Linked DNA regions of Gossypium hirsutum: region 2 is linked to region 1. The links are chromatin contacts, called in public Hi-C maps. All regions are on one chromosome and are shown on one strand. The core of a region is the stretch at or near the end of the contact, and the rest is flanking DNA. Distances in the headings are between cores, read along the strand shown. Region 1 has its middle 13 kb from the start of LOC107952747. Region 2 overlaps LOC107952749 (a long non-coding RNA gene).

The links. Hi-C and Micro-C count contacts between places; a contact is called where the count stands out from the background.
Region 2: a Hi-C map of leaf shows a contact between it and region 1, with 2.2 times the contacts expected there. The contact joins two enhancer-like sites. A contact is called at or near these places in 16 of 34 Hi-C or Micro-C datasets (anther, fibers, hypocotyl and 3 more).

Annotation. Positions count from the first base shown.
Region 1 is chrA07:50,255,721-50,260,728 of Gossypium_hirsutum_v2.1, forward strand. No RefSeq gene overlaps it. Among protein-coding and RNA genes, the nearest start is that of LOC107952747, 13 kb to the right of the region's middle. Within about 2 kb of position 2,106, at least 3 of the 9 cell types and tissues checked have an H3K27ac peak or open chromatin away from gene starts, as enhancers often do. A contact at or near this core is called in fibers, where this site is marked.
Region 2 is chrA07:50,300,550-50,306,273 of Gossypium_hirsutum_v2.1, forward strand. All of the region lies in intron 2 of LOC107952749 (a long non-coding RNA gene), which reads left to right. Among protein-coding and RNA genes, the nearest start is that of LOC107952749, 4.9 kb to the left of the region's middle. Within about 2 kb of position 2,857, at least 3 of the 9 cell types and tissues checked have an H3K27ac peak or open chromatin away from gene starts, as enhancers often do. A contact at or near this core is called in fibers, where this site is marked.

The sequences.
Region 1 (5,008 bases), core at 856-3,355:
AGTTGGAATCACGAGTCAACTCTACATCAACTCGATTAAATAAATTATAAAAAATGTCATTCTGTAACTAAATTAAGTTATATTATTTGATGGTACTTTAGTCTTTTTATTTTAACAAAAATCAATAAAAATTAAAATATTTATATGTCCTAATTTGAACCCACACCAATTGAATTTTTAAAACCTTTAATTTACCACATAACCAAAACTTAATTTTAATATATTTATTTTAATATGCACAATTTATTATCTCTATTAGTTGTATATATATTAATAATATTGTTAATTGAGTTGGTGCAATAAGTCAACTTGACACTAACTCACGGTTGATGTCAATACCATGATAAACAATTGTAGTGCATTTAGTATTGTTAATATGATGTATTTTTTGTATTTTTTTTAAGGTGATGTAGTTATGTATTTAAATTTCATTTTACTCACAATTTAATATAATTTTTTTATTTTAATATTGTACATATTTCATATGTTATTATAATTAATTAATTTCAAATCATACATTTCATTATTTATTGTATATTATTTTTAAACACAAATTTATATTCTAAATATGTGGTTTTCATATATATATATATGCATGTGATAAGATTTTTAATATTATAATAAAAGACTTCATTAAATTTAATGTGATGAGTCAAATTATAGTAAAAAAAAAAAACCTTAGATAATAATAACCACGTGCAACAAAGTGAAATTAAGTGTGATTCTCTTTCTTTATGAGAATGGGATCGAAAAGGTTTACAGATCAATATCTCTACATTATTCTTTTCCATAATATGTGATTGAAACCTATTTTGATCACACTATTTTAAGTGTGGAATTAAGAGAGTTTAGTCTATTTAGTGTGGGGAATATTAGTAAGTGAAAGTACTATATATATATATACAAACTGTGTTATTTATTTGTGGGCGGAAAGTTTTAGTGGGAAGGTTATTTCATTATAATAGTATAGGAATGAAGCTATAAAGAATACGAGCATCATTGAGCTTAAAATATTTTTTGTACTATGAAGATTATAGTGGATTCTACTTTGATTAAGGCCTTTAAAAAGTAAAATTGGATTTCTCTCTAAATAAAATCTAATAAAAATTAGATTAGATTCAAACTACGTAATCAATTATCTATATTAATTGTTACTTTTTCAATCTAAAATTATTTTTGTAAGTCCCTATTCACGACAACTTAACCGACAATTAAAAACTTTTCCATCTCCTTTGAAATTTATATAAAACAAACTATTTACTTCTAAAAGAAAAATCTATCCACATTTCTAAAAAAAAGAAAATACCCACTTAAAAATCAATCTTATTTAAACTTCTTGTTCAAATAACTTCTCGTAACTAAAAAATCACTTTATTAGTTTTTCAAGTTTTTCACAAATTTATATATATATGCATAATTTCAAAGACATTTCAATTCAAATCTTTTTCCTTCAATATAAAATGTTCTCACTTTTTTTCTTTTTTCTTTTTACTTATATACACATATACGTTATGTTATTCAAATGAAGGCTTACAACTTATTCCGAAAACGAAATTTTAAATGTTATTCATTTGATATGAGAGTTATTTTGAATGAAATAAAGCAATGAAGGTAGTAATTAGGAATATATATTGTGATATATTACAGTAGTTTTTAAAACACTAAATTTATATTGAAATGATTCTGTTCTTTTTATGTACTTAACACAAAGTAGAAAAGTCAAAAGTCCTTTTTCCATCTTTTATTTGTTTTGTTAGAGAGAAATTCCTAGTATTAAACATATTATACCTTTCTCACATTCATCTTTTTTACTAACCAAACACCTAATTGACTTTTAACACCCCTTATTTCACCTTCGTCTTTTGGGAAACTAGGAGCATCTCACCTTCCTTCAACACCATCTCTAAACTCCATCCATAATAAGCTTTTGTCGTTTGTGGGAATCTAGTAAAAACCCATGGCTTAATTCTCTCAAACCTCTTCCATCTTTCTCATTTTATTATTGGGTTTGTTATATTTAGGGATGGTAACGGGGGCGGGATGAATTTTTGCTCACCTCAACTCCAACCCGAACTTTCATATCCGACCCATGACTCTCGAATCGACCCGACATTAGAAGAATAAACCCACCCCGATTCCCAAACCCCAAATTTTATTCCATACCCTATCCCGAACTGAATCAACCCCACCCAAACTTATTTCAGTTTTATCACATCAAACAATTTTTTTTAACCTTTTCTGCTACTTTTGTTGCTGCCAAAATTTGAAAATAAGAGATGGTCGCCAACATCTAAAGCATGACATTGTTGACTGTCTATTTTGATTCCCTAGGAATCATAATAAAACACCAAATAGGCTCTTGAAAATTTCTATAGAAACACCAAATCTTTCGTTTGTACTTCGTTCTATTACACAAGGAATTTGTATGGCAATTTTTTATTTATAGTTACCAACCCAATTTCTCATGCATTTATCTTATGGGTATTGGGAAAAAAAAGGGGGGGGGGGATTGAACTCACTTGTTGATTATTTAGCAGAGATGGTGATTCGATGGGAAAATCACCATTTCAGAGTAAAGAAAAACTGAGGTGGCAGAAATGGTCCCGATCCAACCAAAAAAGTTTTCCTATTAAAATTGGATTGGGGCTAAATTATAATTAAAAATTAAAATAGAGTTAATTTTATAAATTTCTCGAGGCAAGGTGGAGCAGGTTTATCCTAAATCTAACTCGACTAGTTTTTAAAATTAACCCAACTCAACCTGAACTCAATTTTAGCAACAAAAAAAATACCCAACCCTATGGAGTAAAATTTGGTCAGAATTCATCGATCTTTTATGTTATTTTTCCATCCCTAATTTTGTTGCTCCATTTTTGGGTTTCTTAATGTAACACCCCAATTCTTGATCCTATCGTTGGGTCCGAGTCACAAGGTATCATATTCATTGCAAGAGCAACTATAACCAATCATATTCAAACCAACGTCATTATACATTTAATATAAGTAAATTATGTGTATAATACAATATGGTATCAATTTCGGGTCTTATTTGAGCTTACGAAAGTTCTTTTTCTAACCTAGGGCCGAAATAATACCAAATTCTAAAAATTCTAAAACATCAAGTTGAAATCGCGACATTAGGGGGTTCCTCATCACGATACAACATACTGAGTAAGCCTTGTCAAAACGTTTAATATTCAACGTCGCACTGTGGCATGAAAACCTGGTCTCATTGCAAAGACAATCATTTGACGTCGCGGCATGACAAACTGTTTCTAGAGAAATCAACTTGTATAAGTTTGGGCGACCTAAAAACATGTATACTCCCTTTCTTTACAACTAATTCAACGATCTATCATTTACAACCAAGCCAAATATGCATAAACATCAACCATCACATTATATCTAAAACACTATAATACAATTTTGACCATTTATAACCTTTGAACAATAAAAGCCTAAGTACATGCCCTTAGATTAAAAGATGAGAACTATACAAACTATATTGAGTCGATAGATGTGGTTTGGATGCTGACTTCACCTTTTTGGGACTTTGAGAGAACTTGCATCTGCACACGAAGACAACAAACCATACAATAAGCACTAGGGATTAGTAGTACTTTCATGATTCAAGATATAAGAACATAGCTGCATTGTTACAACATAATGCATATACCAATTAACAAATCAACCTAACTAGACATTCATCAATCATACTATTTCCATCATTTGTTACATACTTTTCAAGTGAACATTTTGTGCTTATACTCAAATAAAATTTCAATACATATGCATAAATAACATTGACATTATTTCAAACAAGTTCATAACGAATCTATTCATCTTCCCTTTCCTCTACCATTTAGAACTTCTATACAATCATTAATTAACATCAATACATCTATGGCAATGGCATCACTTCTATCAAATTTGTATAACTAATTCAATTCGCTTACCTTATACTTACCATTTTATCGATTCTAGAGTCTACTGACTCATTCACATTCGATTCGGCTCTTAGGGCTTGATTTCACTTGCTTTACATAATAAGATACATACTTCTCAATTCAATTCATATATGAACATATTCAAAATATCAAGCAACATATTAATTCATTTCGGTATAAGTTATCAAACTTATCATTAATGACCCCTATTAACCTAACTCGGAATTGGACGAATACACGGATCATCCAACCAAATGACACTGAAGTGCATTAACAGAAAAATCGAGTAAGGGAAACTAGAACGTAAAGTGCATATTGGCACACGATGTAACAACTTATTTTTCATTTGTGTCAAAAAAAGTGGTTTCGGGACCACAACTCTGACGTGTCAGCTTGTAAATACTAAGTATTTAATATTTACGAAGTCATTAGTATCATATTAAATTATGGTTAAGAAATTTTATCGTTTAGATAATTAATTAATTAAAAAGGATTAAATTGTAAAAGAGGTAAAAGTTAGTCGCTATAGATTTAAAATAGTAAAAGGGCTAAAATGGTTATTAAATCATGGTCAAAAAGTCCAAGCGGTGGTGGATATGATTGATCCAATAGCTTTTGGGCTATTTCCTTATTAAGTCCTAATTAATTTATGGTTAAATTGAAATTAAGCTTATTTTGTTAATTTAAAATAATTGAAAAATTAATTGTGCAATTAAACCCTCCTTAAATGGTAACTATACCCTAGGTAATTATAGTGGACATTTATGGACATGTCTTAGTACATTATTAAGTTAAAATTAAAAGGTTAAAGTTGTAAATAATTAAATGGTAGGTTAAAATTAAAAAATTGACGTAAATATCATCATTTTTCCTTTCTTCTTCTTGTGGAAAGAACCAAATAGCCATTTTTATGTTAGGGCTTGAAAACTTTGGTCAAGATTTGGTTTCATATTAGATCAAGAATGAGCTGATAATCACAGAAAATAGAAAATTGCGGAATAGTCTCTGTACCTTATTGTGTTGTAGTTTAGTCAGGTAAGTTCGACCGGTTTAATTCTAAT
Region 2 (5,724 bases), core at 1,607-4,106, 46 kb after region 1:
CTAAAGAAAATTATTGATTTACTGAAATTCACACATTGACCAGAAAAATTCTCATATTCTTTAAGAATATCTTTCAATAAAAGATCATATCTAGTTGTTGCCTCCCCAAAGAGAATACTGTCATTCGTAAACAAGAGATGTGAGATTTTAGGCCTTTCTCTATTAGCCTTCACCCATTTCAAAAACCTTCCATCCATGGCGAACCTCATCAAAGTTGAAAGATCTTCACTACAAATGAGAAATAAAAAAAAGGACTGAAAGGGTCCCCTTGATGAAGGCCCCTTGAAGGCTGAAATCTTCTTTCTGTGCAACCATTAACCTTTACCGAATATAAATTTGATGAAATACATCTCAATATGACCCTTACCCAATTAGTAGCAAAACCCATCTTTAACATTACTGCCTTTAGAAAAGCCTATTCAACCCTGTTATAGGCTTTACTCATATCTAGTTTAACTGCCATGTAGCCCTTCTTTCCAGTGTGCTTATGGCGAAACGTGTGTAACAGTTCATAAGCGAGTAAAACATTATCAAAAATTAATCTCCCCAGCACAAAGACACTTTAAGCACAATCGGCACAGTTCCCAATAATGCTCTGAAGTCAGTTTGCTAAAAAATTTGCCACAAGTTTATATAAAATAGAACACAAACTAATGGGTCTAAAATTCATTAGGTTTTTGGGATTTAGAATTTTAAGGATAAGAACAATTTTAGTAACATTTGCATATTCAAGATCATTACTTTCATTAAGAACCCCCAAACAATAGGAGAGAGCATCATTCTTGACAATATGTCAATATTTCTGGAAAAACATAGTTGGGAAACCATCAAATCCCAGTGCTTTTATAGGCCAAATTTATTTTAATGCTGTGTAAACATCTTCCTCCGTAAACTTTGCTAAAAGGAAAAGTTCTCCTCAAGAAAGATGTTAGTATTAATCTCTGATAAAATATACGACAGATCACCAATCCCATTCAAAGAAAACATATTTTGAAAATATTTCGTAGCAAACTCCCCAATTTCATCTTCTATGCTTACTACCTTTCCATCTTCTCGCTCCAAACTTCCAATAGCATTTTTTTTTCGAGTCAAAACGTACCTATGGAAAAAAAAAGTGTCTTTATCACCTAAACGAAGCCAATTAACTATTGCCCTTTTTTCCCAAAAAGCTTCGTCCTTATCAAGCTCAAAGTTCAGTTGGATCTTAACATCTATGAGTGCTGCCAAATTATTATCATCTCGACCCTCAGCCATTAGATCTTCCTTCTTTTTAGAATGGGTACACTTCAATTCATTGCGGTTCACCTTAATCCTTTTTTCCTATTTTATCAAACTTGTACTCAATTATTTTAATTTTTCGAAAATAGATCCTCTAGTCGAATCCCAAAGTCACTTAATTTCTCCTTCTAAAGACTCCCCCATCTTCCACCACACCTCAAATTCAAAATTAGTTGCTTATTTCTTCTTGTTTCACTAACAGTGCTTAGTAGGATCGGGCAATGATCTGAGAAAGAATTCGGTAAATGTTTAATTGTCGCATGAGGGAACATACTCAACCAATCGTCATTAGCAACCCCTCTATCCAACAGCTCCTTAATATTAGTCTCGGGTCGATTTCCTCGTTCCCAAGTGAACCAATTCCCCGAGTACTCTATATCCCTTAGTTGACAATCATCAAGAGCCTTTTGAAAAGCCTCTATTCTGTGTTCCTCTCTTGGTACCCCACCAACCTTCTCAAAAGAGTATAAAACTTCATTGAAATCTCCGCACACCAACCAAGGAATTTTTTTTTCATTCCCTAACCTTCTCAAGAGATTCCATGTTTCTTCTTTAAAACTCGCGTAAGGTGCACCATAGAAACCTGTAAAACGTTAAAGCTTATCATTATCATTTTCCTTAATAAGAACATCTATGTGGTTATTGGAATAACTCTTCAACTGCACATTAACGTCCTCCTTCCAAGCTAAGCACAGCCCACCCCTTGAACCATTCGCCTCCACTTCAATTCCATAATTAAAACCACATCGCCTTCCCACCTTCTCCATTCTATTTTCATCAAGTTTAGTTTCCATGAAAAAGAGCATTTGGGGATAATCAAACTTCACCATTTGTCGAAGTCTTTGTATTGCTCATGGACTCCCCAATTCATGAACATTCCAACATAAGATTTTCATTGTTCCTGGTCAGATTGCTGATTGGCAGTCATCGATCCCTATTGAAAAGAAGCAACAATCTGCTCCTACGAATCCGACTCTATTTTCAAAACACTGAAATTGTCAGGATTCTTTTTCATAATTTTTAGTTTTTTTATTATTACCCCAATTTGAATATTGCTTTCCTACCTCTTCAGGGTCTTGTATTCCCACTTTTTGCTATCCCGTGCCATTTTCTCCTTCTTGATACTTTCCTTTTGTAATTCTAGCGATACGTTTTCAACTGGCCTTTTTTGTTTTATGACAAGTTTCCACAATTGGAATAACGAGCCCAATCTGTGATTTTATCTTATTCCATTCCTGTTGTATATTAGTCTCAATTATCTCCTTAGAAAGCTCCTCTCTCACAGTATCCTCCATAATTTCAAGGAATAAAGGAGCCACCAAATCCCCTAAATTTTGGTGATAAACAGTAGTTTCCAGAATTGGAAGTTTCTCTTCTATAGCCATTCGCTTCACCACAAACGAAACCTCCGCTATCCTCTGATCAGAAAAATCAACATAAGCACACTGCTTCAGCAATCGTTTACTCCATATCTCATTTTACCGCAGCCAAAATAGAAAGTTGTAAGTTTTCATATTTGAAAGCCACCCAAACCTTTTCCTTTACTTCCGTTGAAATGAAAATACCTCTTCTCAGAGGTTTTTGTGCATCGATTTGTGCCTTCAGTCGAAAAACATCTCCTTTTATTTCCGATCTTATCACCCCCCTGAAAGTCGAACCAATGGCATGCATAAGATCCTTTTTATCACATTCTAGCGGACAAGGACCAATCTTAAGCCAAAAAAGAGACGAAACCAATGTAATCTGATTTTGGTTTACAGGTTTCGTTAGCCTATAAAAAATGATAAGTTGTCACTTAAAAAACCATGGTCTACCCTCCATAATCATATCCAAATCCTCTTCACTGACGAATAAAATCATGAAGAGATTTTTCCCCACCACTTGGATTTCAAATTTCTTTGTCTTTTTCCAGATACTTTTTATTTGTGCCCTGAAACTGTCAGGAGTATATGACTTTTTTTGTCCAAACAGAACATATTAACGACATATTTCCAATCAGGACCAACAACGAACTCTTCATTGATAGTTGTACGAGTTCTTCCTCTAGAAGGGAGATCTCGTCCTTCACCATACTTCCCTAAAAAATGTCACCACTCACCCTCAACCCAGCTACAGTATCTTACCTTTTCTCTGAATCACTAGAAAGAAAGCACTCTCGACTTTTATAAATGCTCAAAATTTATATCACATTGAAATAACATAAATTTTAAAAAAAAAAAAGAAACACAGATATTATTATAAAAAATTTTGACTGAATTGATGTCACGAATCAAGTAGATATTAATTCAATAAAAAAAATAAACACCTCATAAATTAATTATAAATAAATTAAAAACACTAGTATTATGTAAATTTTTATTACCTTATTATCAATAACAAGTTTTTAGGAAAATAAATTAGTGATGATAATTATTTTACAAAAAAATAACTATTGAATAAAAATTTAATATTATTTTTTATTTTCACTTACATGGTTAATGTACCATAAGACAAGTAGATAACAAACATGGTATAAAATCACATAAAATATAAAAAAATTAAATATTTTATTAAATATATTTTAGTTTTGACTTAAAAAGCTCTAAATATAACAACATTTATAATGAAATTCAAATAATTTTGTGGATCTCATAAAACATTTGGTTAAAATAGTTTGACATGTTTATAATATTTTTGAGTTGGTTATAATCTGTTTTGTGTATAATATTTTATAGAAAACATAATTTGTCATTTAATAATACGAAAGATCAGCATGACTACGACGCATATTAAACATCCCTAGTATTTAACATAATATGTTACTAATTCTGGCTACTTTTTACACAGATGACAGTCCATCAACCATCATAAGAGAATTAGACTACACAAGTGAAATGTGTCTAGGTTTCAGCCATCAAATAAAAAATAGAAAACAAAAAAAATATAAAGAAGTTGTTTATACAGTTCGATTTCTCTACGTTTGTGAGGCTTAGTTTAATGAGAAATACTTATTCTTTTCAACAATAACAACAGGTGATCATAATCTGTCACGCCCCCTAACAATTTTCTTCACCATTGTAACTTGAAAACTTAATACTCTTACCACTAAATACCCTTTGTGAATTTTAGCAAGTAAAACCATAACACAAAGTTTTACTATCAAAATGCACTCATACAATAAGGTTCCTTACAAGAATAGATTAAATACTTAATTCTCTAAATACATTCACCTATACAAGTCTCTCAATTATATAGACTTATTTCGAGATTTGCTTACATATGAGGATTTATCTCAATCCCACCAATACAACAATAATATAAGTTTAATACATTATAAAAATAACAATCAAAGTAATTACAATCCAATGTCCACAACTCAAAGGATTGACTTGGGTAACGCGATCCACTCCAATGTCCAATATATGATTCCCCAGTGATATGGTCCTCTATAATGTGCTAAAAATCCTCCATACAATCAACATAACCCATATAAATTGTTTGATAAATGACCAACACTTTAAATATGGAAATTGTCTCCATACAAATTTGGTTGCTAGGAAGTGGACACTCCTCAAGCGCCAAATTGTCAGTTTCATATTTTTTAACAAACTGCAATATTTCACCCCCAATGAAGCTATTCCAATAGGTAATATCCCATGGCAAACCTGCCACAAACAACACATTATTCATAGAAATATTTTCATATATCAGAAATTTTGGAAAAAATCGGTTTAGAAAACAATTTTACTGCACAATGAAAAACTAATTTTTTTCTAAAACCCGAGTAATTATGTTATTTATAGAAATAAACCCTTTTACCAAATTCATACCTAGTTATTTTAAGAACGAAAAATTTAAGTCTTTTCTTGGCTTTTGACCAACACGATCCTCTCTGCTATTTTTGAAGCTCAACTTGCTTAGAGTGTGGACTCTAATCCACAAACTGATGAACACTATGAAATCATTCTATTGTTAGTCAATTGAAATGTCAAGGCTTAAAGGTGTACAAAGCCCTCAAACTTTTTCAAAATTTATTCGCTTGAGTACTTGAACTGTCAAAATACATCAAAAAGGCCTCAAACTTGGAAAAAAAGTAATTATGCCCCTGTTTTTTTCTTTTTGCACTTGATTGCCAAAAGGCATCAAAAAGGCCCTTTGACCGTTAATTTTAATGGTTGACCATTAATATAACGCCCTGAATAATTTAAGTATATTTTTGTGAAATTTGACATAAATATGTATTTGTTTCAGTGGCTAAGTGTTCTGATTGTGTGTTTGAGGTTTTGGGTTCAAGTCCCACATTCGAAATATTTTGTTATTTTTTATCCAAGCCTTATCCTTGTAGAGTGGGCTTATATAATTTTGTTTGTAAACTCAAGTTAGAATGAGCCTATTGGTTTGAGTGGTAAGGAGTTAGCTTGCCTAAGGTCTTGTGTTCGAATCCTCGTGCGAGTGTGGATGTTAATT